2 separate regions of the Mus musculus genome follow, and region 1 is linked to region 2. A link is a contact called in public HiChIP or PLAC-seq data. All regions are on one chromosome and are shown on one strand. Each heading gives the region's core, a stretch centred on a gene start, on an enhancer-like site or on the middle of the called end of the contact. The rest is flanking DNA. Distances are from core to core; before and after follow the strand shown. Region 1 overlaps Bcar3 (breast cancer anti-estrogen resistance 3). Region 2 holds the start of Pde5a (phosphodiesterase 5A, cGMP-specific).

What was found. HiChIP or PLAC-seq counts read pairs in DNA pulled down with a chosen protein or histone mark.
Region 1: a contact with region 2 is called in a FOXA1 HiChIP or PLAC-seq map of pancreatic cancer cells. The contact joins the enhancer-like site here to the promoter of Pde5a in region 2. A contact is called at or near these places in 2 of 484 Hi-C or Micro-C datasets (extraembryonic endoderm stem cells and pre-megakaryocyte-erythroid progenitors), 2 of 115 datasets of contacts at active chromatin or transcription factors (pancreatic cancer cells and stem cell-derived neural progenitor cells) and 2 of 9 other capture datasets (adipose tissue and liver).

What each region holds. Positions count from the first base shown.
Region 1 is chr3:122,519,131-122,524,127 of GRCm38.p6, forward strand. Bcar3 (breast cancer anti-estrogen resistance 3) reads left to right here. Exons shown (of 12, transcript NM_013867.3): 8 at 133-248; 9 at 4,039-4,210. Among named protein-coding and RNA genes, the nearest start is that of Mir7657, 20 kb to the right of the region's middle. Within about 2 kb of position 2,346, at least 114 of the 459 cell types and tissues checked have an H3K27ac peak or open chromatin away from gene starts, as enhancers often do. A contact at or near this core is called in extraembryonic endoderm stem cells, pancreatic cancer cells and pre-megakaryocyte-erythroid progenitors, where this site is marked.
Region 2 is chr3:122,726,430-122,731,842 of GRCm38.p6, forward strand. It overlaps Pde5a (phosphodiesterase 5A, cGMP-specific), which reads left to right and starts at 2,729. Exons shown (of 21, transcript NM_153422.2): 1 at 2,729-2,938. The coding sequence starts at 2,817.

The DNA of each region.
Region 1 (4,997 bases), core at 1,096-3,595, 210 kb before region 2:
AGAAATCCAGACACATTGCATCCTCAGCCACAGGGCTCGCAGGTACTTAGTTCTTTCTTTCCTCGCACTAAATGAACCCGGGCCAACACACTTTCTGATCTAGCGCCTTCCTCTCTCCTCGGCTCCTGACAGGTTGCTAGGATACTCGAAGTCTCTGAAGACAGGAAGAGGAGCATGGGTGTGAGCTCTGGGTTGGAGCTCATTACTTTACCTCATGGACGGCAGCTGCGCCTGGACATCATCGAGAGGTGAGCTTGCTGTCTCTGCGTCCCGTGCAGCAGGATAGGGGTGGGGATCGGGGGAGGAGGGAGAGGAGCAGCATCTGACTGTGACTCTCCCTCAAGCCTGAGCTATGTCTGGGACATCACACCTCCCTTGCCCCATTCCTGAACAGTGGCTGGAGGGTGGCCTCCTTTGAAGCCCTGGCTGGCGTGGCTGCAGCCAGAACGCTGCACCTCCTGCTGCCTTCCTCCCCTCAGGAGCATCTCCCGGTGTCTCTGAGCTTAAGACCTCCCGAAGAATTAGGATCTGGAAAGACTGAGGAGAACGGGTTCTGACCTCTTTCTTTAAGGGATGCTCCAGAGGACTGGGGTTCCCCAGGCTGTGAAACCACACTGCCATTTTCCAGAAACAGCAGCCCCTGGGTACTTAGTGTCTTTCCTTGTCGCAGCACTAAATCACCCTGGCAAGAGCATCCCAAGAAAGGGTTTATCTCAGTTCACAGCCCCTCATGGTGGGGAAGCCAAGACAGCAGGAACGTGAAGGATGTGGTCATGCTGTGTCCTCGGTCAGGAATGCAAGCTTTTGCCCCATGCCCTTAGCAGGGTCCCAGCTGGGGAGCGCTGCTGCCTACAGGGCCCTGTCTTCCTACCTCAGCTAATAAAGCCCCCAGGGGCCCATGTACTGGCAGATTCTAGATTCTCTCACCACCACACTAGGTGTTCATTAAAACACACGGGCATCTGTAACCTCAGGACTTGGGGGCTGGAGCAGGATGACTAAGTCCAGCCCAGGCTATAAATAAAGCCTTTTCACAAACAATAAACAAACCATGAAGCAAAGCCAAAGCATGCCCTTGAACATGGATCTTTAGAGATGAGACACACTTTTAACACAAGAAACACAAGACTTGATTTTCATATTAAAATAAAAGCTGGCCTCTCTTTCCCTCTCTCTCCCTCCCTCCCTCCCTCCCTCTGTCCCTCTCCCTTTCCCTCTCATTCTCACTAGTGTGCAAATTATCTCCCGGTCACCCTGACTGTTTTAGCTTCCAATATTGTTGGGTACAGCCCTGGCCAGTTGAGTTTTCTATGGTGCAGGAATGTGCTCAAACCACTGACTGTTGTGGCTACTGTATGTGGGTGGCAGAGGCAATGAAGAGAGGAAACATTTTAAATTTAAGTGTTAATACCCACTTGTGCAAGCAGCTGTTGGCCTCTGGGAATAAAGGCTGCATTCCACACAACTTTACAAATCTGAGTGTGGGGTGGCATGTCTGTAACTCCAGCACTGGTAAAGCCGCGGGAAGGAGGATCATAATTTCCAGGCCAGCCTGTCATATACAGGGAGTCTGTGTCATATATATAGGGAGTTTATGTCATATATACAGGGAGTGTATGCCATATATACAGGGAGTATATGTCATATATACAGGGAATATATGTCATACATGCAGGGAGTCCAGCCTAGGCTACATATGGAGACATAGTCATAACAAATAAAAACACAAAACAAATGGCTTTGAGGGAGTGAGGCGGAGGCTGGGGGGTGGCCAGAGGGAGGACAGATGTGTTAGAAAATGAACCCCCCAACTTTGTTCAGGCAAGCTTTGGGGAATTTCATGTCTGACTTCTGAGCCACCTGCTCTTCCTGACAAGACTTCTCACTTCAGCCTCCTCCCCTGTGGTTGTCTGGGTGGAGTGGTCACCCTCACTTCCTCATTCCGAGTAGATGCAGTGCAGTCTGGGATCTCCAGACACCTTTTCTTCCTGGCACCTAGAGGTGCGCTGGGGCCTGAGCTCTGGGCCTAAGCCCTGGCCAGCCTCTCTCTTGCTTGTCTTCTGACTTCAGCTCTGTCACGATCCCTCCCTTTTTGCTGCTTGCCTAGCCTCTTGCACCCTCATTTGTTTCTATCTCTCTCTGACTGTGGGATCTACTCACAGAGCCTGGGGGATAGTTTGACTAGTTACAGTGTGTTAACTAAGTAAAAGCCAAGGTCTTAGGTGCCCTGAATTGCACAGTGACTTCATTTCCTTGTTCTGGAATCAAACACTGGCTACCCTTGACGTCTAATTTACTACCTCATTCCTAGGCAGGCTAAGCTGGAAGCATTCATCTGATAAAAGGTGGGTATGGCTAGCTGTGGCCACAGACTGAGTCATCCCCACACAGCACCAGGAAGTCCCCAGCAGATACTAAGCAAGTGATTGTCATTAGCCAGTTAGCCACTGATGGCACACCACAAGAACAAAGCAGGGGGAATTGGTTCCTTGTTAGTTGAAGCCCCTGGGGTGTAGGGTTGAATTAACATTGTTAATGCTTTTACTAAGAGAGAGAACTCTTCCAACAAGTATTCCAAGTTTATCTGGGAATCTGGTCGGATTCATTGGTTAGAAAGACAAGAAATCAGGAATGGGACATAGTTGGGAGAAAAGGAAAGAGATGGGACAGACAGACAAAGTGAGTCAAGGTGGCCAGGTCTGATGGGGACAAGCCTGTCAGTTATAGCTTATACAGGAGACTGAGGCAGGAGGACCACAAATTCAGTAACTGAAGAGGCAAATGGATGAGACCTTGACTCAAAGTTAAAGATTAAGATGAGCTAGGGACAGAAGTCAGGTGTAGAGGGCTTGTCTTGGATGTACAAGGCCCTGGGTTGAGTCCCCAGTGCCTTGGAGAGGGGGATGAGAGAAAGAGAGGGAGGAAGGTGGGGGTTGGGGGCTTACAAATATAGATAGAGGTGATGTTATTTTTGTGACCACAGTTTATATTTTACAAACGTTGTCCCTGCTTTGCAAGTGAGTACTCTACACATACACACACACACACACACACACACACATACACACACACGACACTTAAAGACACCAGAGCTCATAACTCAGTTAACAGGTATTAGGAGAATTGGGAAGACTAAGTGTGCTCTGAGTCACTACCACCTCTGCTCAACAAGGGCGAGACACAGCCGGGAACAACAGCCCCGGGATGAGCTTTCAGGAGAGTATGACCCTGGAGTTTCAAAGGCAAGGCGGGCGTCATAGCTACAATTTTACTTCCAGTTCTTGCATAGTAGCCTGGAAGACTAAGACAATTTTAGCCCAGTGCAGTAAATTCCTGGGTTCAGAGGGGGAAGGAACTGGTCACTGTCTGAGCTTCCTGCCAAGACAGACCCTGCACATAGGGTCCCATTGTTATGTGCAGAAAAGTCACCATGTTTCCTGCCCTAAGGCTCTTGAGTGTGACCCTTGCAATTTAGGGTGAGAAAAAAGGAGAATTGGGGGTGGGGAGTAGATCCTCTGTTTTATTGGGGTCTGACCTTACAGCAAATTCCTGCCTGTGTTTCAGTCTCTCAGGCGCCTGTGTTGGGGCTGCAGAACACTCTTCTTGCCTCCTCTCTTCTCTTGTTCTGATACCTGTGACATCTTGAATCAAGTTCATATTCTCCCTATCCCCCCTCCCCGTCTCCGTCTCTCTCTCTCACACTCACCCCTGTCTCTCCTTTTCTATTCCCACTAAGTGGAGCTCCAGTCTTCCTGTATGTTGGGAAACCTGCTATCTCCTCGTGCCTCTCATGGTAAGAGAGAGAACACGCACCTCTGAGGTCCTCCTGCCCTTGTGGGCCACCTCGTGCTCCCATGTCCATGGGTGAGCCTGGTTCTGATCATGGTACATTCTTTACCTGGTGTTGGATGGACTTTATCGAAATCAGCTTTCCAAACTGGCTCCCAGCCAGTGGCACACAAATAGCCCTTCTGATGATTAAAGCCATTTTCTCCTCATCTTGTCGATCCGAGCCCGACCCTTTGGTCTTCTCCTTAGGCACAACACCATGGCCATTGGCATTGCTGTGGACATTCTGGGCTGCACAGGCACACTGGAGAACCGAGCGGGTACCCTCAATAAGATCATCCAGGTGGCGGTGGAACTGAAGGATGCCATGGGAGACCTCTATGCTTTCTCTGCCATCATGAAAGCCCTGGAGATGCCTCAGGTGAGATGCTGGCTTTGTGCAGCCTCCCACACAAGCATGCATTCAACACTCGTCAAAGAGTTCTATACGTCTCCACCATGCACGTCTGACTGCTCTGGCCAACCTCTAAAGATAAACGTTAGTGAAAGCCACGCCAGGGACAGGCAACCGAGAGCACTGTCCTTAGCATTTTGATTCTGTTTCTAAAAACACTGGTAATTGATCATAGTTCAATATCTCATCTTTGATGCAAAATAACAAGAGTTAGCCTCACTGCTAACAAGCAGTATTCCTGAAGAACCAGTCAGGGCAAGACACCATGCTGGAGTCTGTGGTATGACAGAGGCTGCATCCACTTGGGTCACCAGGGATGTGGCTATTTGGGGTAATGACTGGGGAAACCGAGGCATTTAAGGAACTTGTATCAGAGATTCCCTAGACCAGCGGTCCTCAATCTGTGGGTCCCGACTTCTTTGGGCGTCAAAGGGGTCACATGCCAGACATGTTACATATCAGACATGTACATTACAATCTGTAACAATAGCAAAGTGATAGTTATGAAGTGGTATTTTATGGTTTGGGGGGGTCACTGTGACAGGAGGAACTGTATTACAGGGCATTGTAGCATGAGGAAGGTTGAGAACCTCTGCGCTAGACTCGATTTGTCTCAAAGCATCTTCCCCAAGGTACTTCATTTAGGAAGTTGTCTCGCTGTCTCACTGATGATGTAGCTCCTCGGCTAGAATATCTCAGGCAGGGTCTCTGCCTTTGTGTGCACTGGCGGATGCTTTCAGAAGCCTGTCAAACA
Region 2 (5,413 bases), core at 1,479-3,978:
CTCTCTTGTAGTTTTCAATAATCTTTTTTGTGCTGCATATTTAGCATTTTATTTATAATGTGATGTGGGGTTTTTTTTGTAGTCTTTTCAATGTAATGTTCTGTGTGCTTCTTGTATCTGTATGGATGTTTCTATATGGGAAAGTTTTCTTCTATGATCTTTCTAATCTATACATGAAAATTCAAGGAATTACTCTTACCATGGTGTTAGTGTTATACACTTTCTGCATATTCATTTTCTGTACTTGAAATTTTTTCCACCATCTTTGATTGCTTTGTCTAATCTTCAATCTATTCTGTTTGTAAGGCTGTCTCTTGAGTTCTTTAGTCAGGTTATTGAGTTTTTTCCATTGTGTTTACACTTTAGCAGGAATTCTCTTCAATATTGCTATCTCCTTATTTAATCCTGATTTCAAACCCTAAATTGTCTTTGTAATTTCTTTCAGGTATATATTGCTATTTTCTTGAATGTCACTCAGGCATTTATTGTTATCTCAAAGTTCAATGTGGCGCCTGTGTCTTCTTTAATTTTCTTGAATTCTTTGATAAAGTTTATGATTGTTCTTTTAAATGTTGTGTTCTGAGGTTCATCGAAGTAATTCTTAGTAGAAAACATTTCTATAGGACTACTGTGTTCGAAGGGACACATAGCATCTTGGCTGTTTATATTGTGCTTGTAATGTGACTTGTGAGTGTGACCTTCTTTCTTTGGTTGTGTTTGAGGTAAGAATTTGTCCTGTCTTAGACTGGGCCGGTGCAGTGGCTGGGTGACTTAGCTGGCGCATGAATTCTTTGATTGGACTAGAACGAGCAAAGGTGGTATTGGAACCTTGTCCTGCACTAGCCCTGTGGGTGTGGATATGGCGAGACTGGTGGGACAGAGGAGGAGAGATTTATCAGGCAAAGCTGGCTGTTGGCCACAGGTCTGGAGGTAGAAGTGGAGATAGCAGAGAAGAGAGGGAAGAAATGACTTAACCAGCAAAGACAGCTTTGGAACTGAACCCCAACTTATGGAATAGAAGGAAGGACTCTTTTTATTGGATATTTTCTTTATTTGCATTTCAAATATTGTCACCCCCTGCCCCCGAAGCCCCCTATCCCATTCCCCCTCCTCCTGCATCTATGAGGCTGTTCCCCAACCCACCCACTTCTGCCTACTCGCCCTAGCCTACAGGACCAAGGGCCTCCTCTTCTTCCGTTGATGTCCGACAAGGCCATCCTCTGCTACATATGAGGCTGGAGCCATGGGTCCCTTCATATGTACTCCTTGGTTGGTGGTTTAGTCCCTGGGAGCTTGGGGGGGGGGTCGGGTGAAGGAAGAACTCTTTTTTTTTTTTTTTTATATTTATTTATTTATTATATGTAAGTACACTGTAGCTGTCCTCAGACACTCCAGAAGAGGGAGTCAGATCTTGTTATGGATGGTTGTGAGCCACCATGTGGTTGCTGGGATTTGAACTCCTGACCTTCGGAAGAGCAGTCGGGTGCTCTTACCCACTGAGCCATCTCACCAGCCCCCGAAGGAAGAACTCTTAACCACTCAGCCAGAATGAAGTGTCAATATGAACTTTGGAGGGAGCGGGCACAAACAGTTAAGGCCCAATTTCTAGCTATTATCCCAGAGTTCAGTTTTAAATCAGGTGACTTCCTGGTAGGAGGAATGTGTAGATATGGGGTGGGGGTGGGGTTCACCAACAAGGGGAAACTCCCTATTCGCTAAGCATATTTAATGTCATAGTAACATATCAGGAGAGAACTGTCATTTTAAAATCTAATATAATTTATCATGTGTTGCTTTGGTCATGGAATTTTATCACAGCAATAAGCAATGTAAGGCAATACTATTTCTGAGGTATCGATGCCAGTTAAATACAAATGAGTTCATTTTAAATCAGGCTAACTGGGTGTTCCCAGTTGTACATGGGTAGCTAGTGTTAGGGTTCGTAAGTCAGCAGAATCGTGTAGAGGTAGTCTTAGCTTCAAAATTCACAGGCCAAGGACAGGTGGTTGTCATTTTTATGTCCTATGTCTAACCGAATCTTGCGCTTCCATAAGGAGGGTCTTTGGTGTATGAATCAATGATTACAACTGATGTTAGCCTTAAGCTCGGATGTGGTTTTGATGGAAGCCACTGTGTCCCGTACCTGCAGGTTTGTCATAGCGGTTTCTTCCTCATGTCTCTCCCTAGCTTGTAGGGTTGGAGTGCTTTCCGGAGTCACTGGGAGGGCTGCTGTGAGGGAGATAGGTTCTGGGTCCTCTCCACCAAGAGTTGCTTAAGGAGAAAAGTGAGGTGGGGCTGTCCCTGTACTACTAAGAACGAAGAAAAACAATCACGTTAACTTTTTCCCACACTTTCTAGTGAAGCTCCTGCCTCTTGCCTTCTGGACTGTAGATGAGTCCTCACTGTGATCTTTCTGTCCTAGAGTTGGTTGGTTGGGAATTGCAAATCCACCCACTGTCACCTTTGCGCATAGAGGGAAGCTGACTCGGCCCACAGCGCACCCCAGCGGCGGTCTGGAGTCCTTCTAGCCTTGGCCACTTGGCTTCCGGAGGGCTCGCCAGTCAGCGCCGAGGCAGATGCAGAAAGCCGGTTTCCGCGGGACCCCAAGGAGGACGCCCGCCACCTGGGAACCTCGGGGACCTGGAGGGGCGGGGCTGAGCGAGCTCCGGGGCCGGCCCGCGTCTCTGTGGCTTCGCTGAGACACTGCAGGGACGAATAAAGGCAAAAGGGGAGGGTCTCGAACACTGTCCTGCTCCTCTGAGAGAGAGAGGTGGAAATCCGGCACCTCCGAGCCGCAGAGACGCGCGGCAAGCACCATGGAACGAGCGGGCCCCAACTCCGTGCGGTCGCAGCAGCAGCGGGACCCGGACTGGGTGGAAGCGTGGCTGGATGATCACCGGGACTTTACCTTCTCTTACTTTATTAGAAAGGCCACCAGGTAAGAAGAGGAGCCACAAAGGACACAGCCAGGGACATGAAGCGTGACCTGAGGCTGATCTCTCTCCCCCACCATTGAATTTTCCCCTCGATCCAACATTAAACAATCCCCGTTCCCAGGCCCTTTGCTTCGGAAGTAGCTTCTCGGTCCCAGTACGGACTGGAGTCCTCTACTTAAAGGGAGCACAGTTGAGAAGCGAGGCGTCGGATTAGAAAGGACTTGCCCACGAAGTTAAAAACAAAAGCGTACACCCGGCCCTGGAGCAAGATTACTCTCCCGGGCCTTCTCCCCTCCCCTCTACTCTCCCGGTTTCCCTCCCAAACCCGCTTAGCAAAAACCAAAACAAGCCAGAGCCCCTTCCCAGCGGCTCCGGAAGCACCACTGCGGGCGCGTCCCTGTGGTCGTGCTCCTCCCCTGCCCGGCTTGCTCTGACCCTGGAGGGGCGGGGAAGCCGGGGGGGTCTGGACCAGGCCACCGGGAAGCCTGGGTGCCGCAGCTTGCCCGGGTCGCCCCCAGTGAGGACTGTCGCCTTTGGTCCCCCAATAGTCCTCTGGTCATCCCTCTTCTGGCTGCGTCGCCGCAAGGAGGATTTTCGCGGAGCTTTGCGGCGCGCACACAAAGGGCGGGAGGGAGGCGGCCCGGGCGGACTCGGGGACCCGGGGACCCGGAGCACCCCAGAGGCCAGTTCTTCCTGGTCTCGAGCCAAACGCCGGGAGGCCGCTGCGGAGGGCGTGGAGAAGGGAGCCTGTCCTTTAGGATCCGACTGCTGCACGGGCAGTCGGGGCTCGCGCAGACTTGAGAGTGGAGCGGAGGGACGAGAGGGTGGAGCGGAGTGCGTGGCGGGCGGGTCCCCCGAAGCTCGAGGAGTCGCCGTGAAGCCCGCGCGCGCGCTTGCCTCCGGCGCGCCGATCTGGGCTGAACTAACCAGCTCTGCTTTGGAGAAGGGGCTGGAGCCCCGCCACCGGCGCCTTGGGGCAACGGCCGTCGAGCAGCTGGTGCTGGCCGCCCGAGCCGGGAGGGCGACTCTCGCCGGGCGGGGATGGTGGACGAGCCGGTGGGGACTCGCCCGAGCGCGGCCGCCACTCGGCCGGGCGCTGCCCGCCAGGGGGCGACGCAACGCGGGGTCCGCAGCCGGCGACCCGCAGCGAAGAGGCGGCGGGGGCAGTAGGGGAGCCGGTCGGGCACTCACGGAACTCCGTCGGCCCCCAGAGTCTCCCGAGTCCACCATCCGAGGAGTTCGCAAACGAGCGCCCCACCTTTGCTATGTTGCCCTTTGGAGACAAAACGAGGTACTTCCTTCAACATCCCGCTGGCCACTTTGTCTGGGGAAGGGCTGCGGGGGTTAGCGGCTGGCGGGGGCACCCCTCACACCTGCGGGAGATGAAGCCGCCCGATAGACGGGCAGTATGACTTTGTCTCACCTTGCTTTTTCACGGAGATACTACATGGGGGTCAGTTTTCTCTCTTTTCTCACGGAGCCTCTTCTGGACAGTTTTGGCGTTTTGCTTGTGAGTCTAGCCTTTCATGGCTGAGCGCTCTCTCCAGCCCAGATATACTCTAAGTACCCAGCCCTCCTTTCACCTCCCACCCCCATTATTAAGCCTTTCCCCATCAAATTCTGAGCATAGAGGGATCGGATGATAACACAGAAAGTAGAGCGGTTTCTTTTTAAAACATTACAGGAAGTTTGAGCCGAAGCACCAAGACAGACCATCTCGACCTAGAATTATCTTGCTGGGAACCACCAGTTTCCAGGGGTCACTAGTTACTCTTGAGACCTTCTGTCTCCCGTGTCCTTTCACTGTACACTCCCATCCTCTGCTCCCTTTGAATTAGAGCACAGAAAATGGGGAGGGGCCAGAGAGCAGGGCTGAGTTTTAAAGTATGCTTTGGAGATGTTCTTTAGATGGGCTGTTGTTAACAGTTGAAAGCTAAAAATACAGCAAAAATGACCCGTTCTTTGTTTTACCCTCTCCGCTTTAAAGACAAACTATGGATAGCTTACTGGAGGTTTTTGAGTGGTCCTAGGCTAGGGCACTGTTAAACCTTCCAAAAACCTTGAAAGAGTAGCAACATTGTAGTTGAAAGTAAAAAAGAGTCCTTTGATACATTTACTATTAATTTTTCCCCCTCTCAAGTAGAAATTAAAATTACAAATAAAAATACAATTAAAGCCTCAATTACAATGCTAACTGTAAAATTAGATATTCTGAGGCCCCAAAAGACTTTTTCAAGTTAGGACATTATGTGTGTGCTGTGTGCATGTCCGTGTGTGTGTGTGTGTGTATGTGTATGTGTGTGTGTTAAGAGTGCAATTTGGAAGATGAAAGTGTAAAATGCTTTAAAATAATTCAGGCCTTCATATTTTTAAAAGGAGAAAGTTCAGAAAGTTATTGACATAAAGAACAACAATCTAGGAATATGTAGGCTGAGGGCCTTCTGCGTGGAATTGAACAAAGGGATGAACGGAAGCTT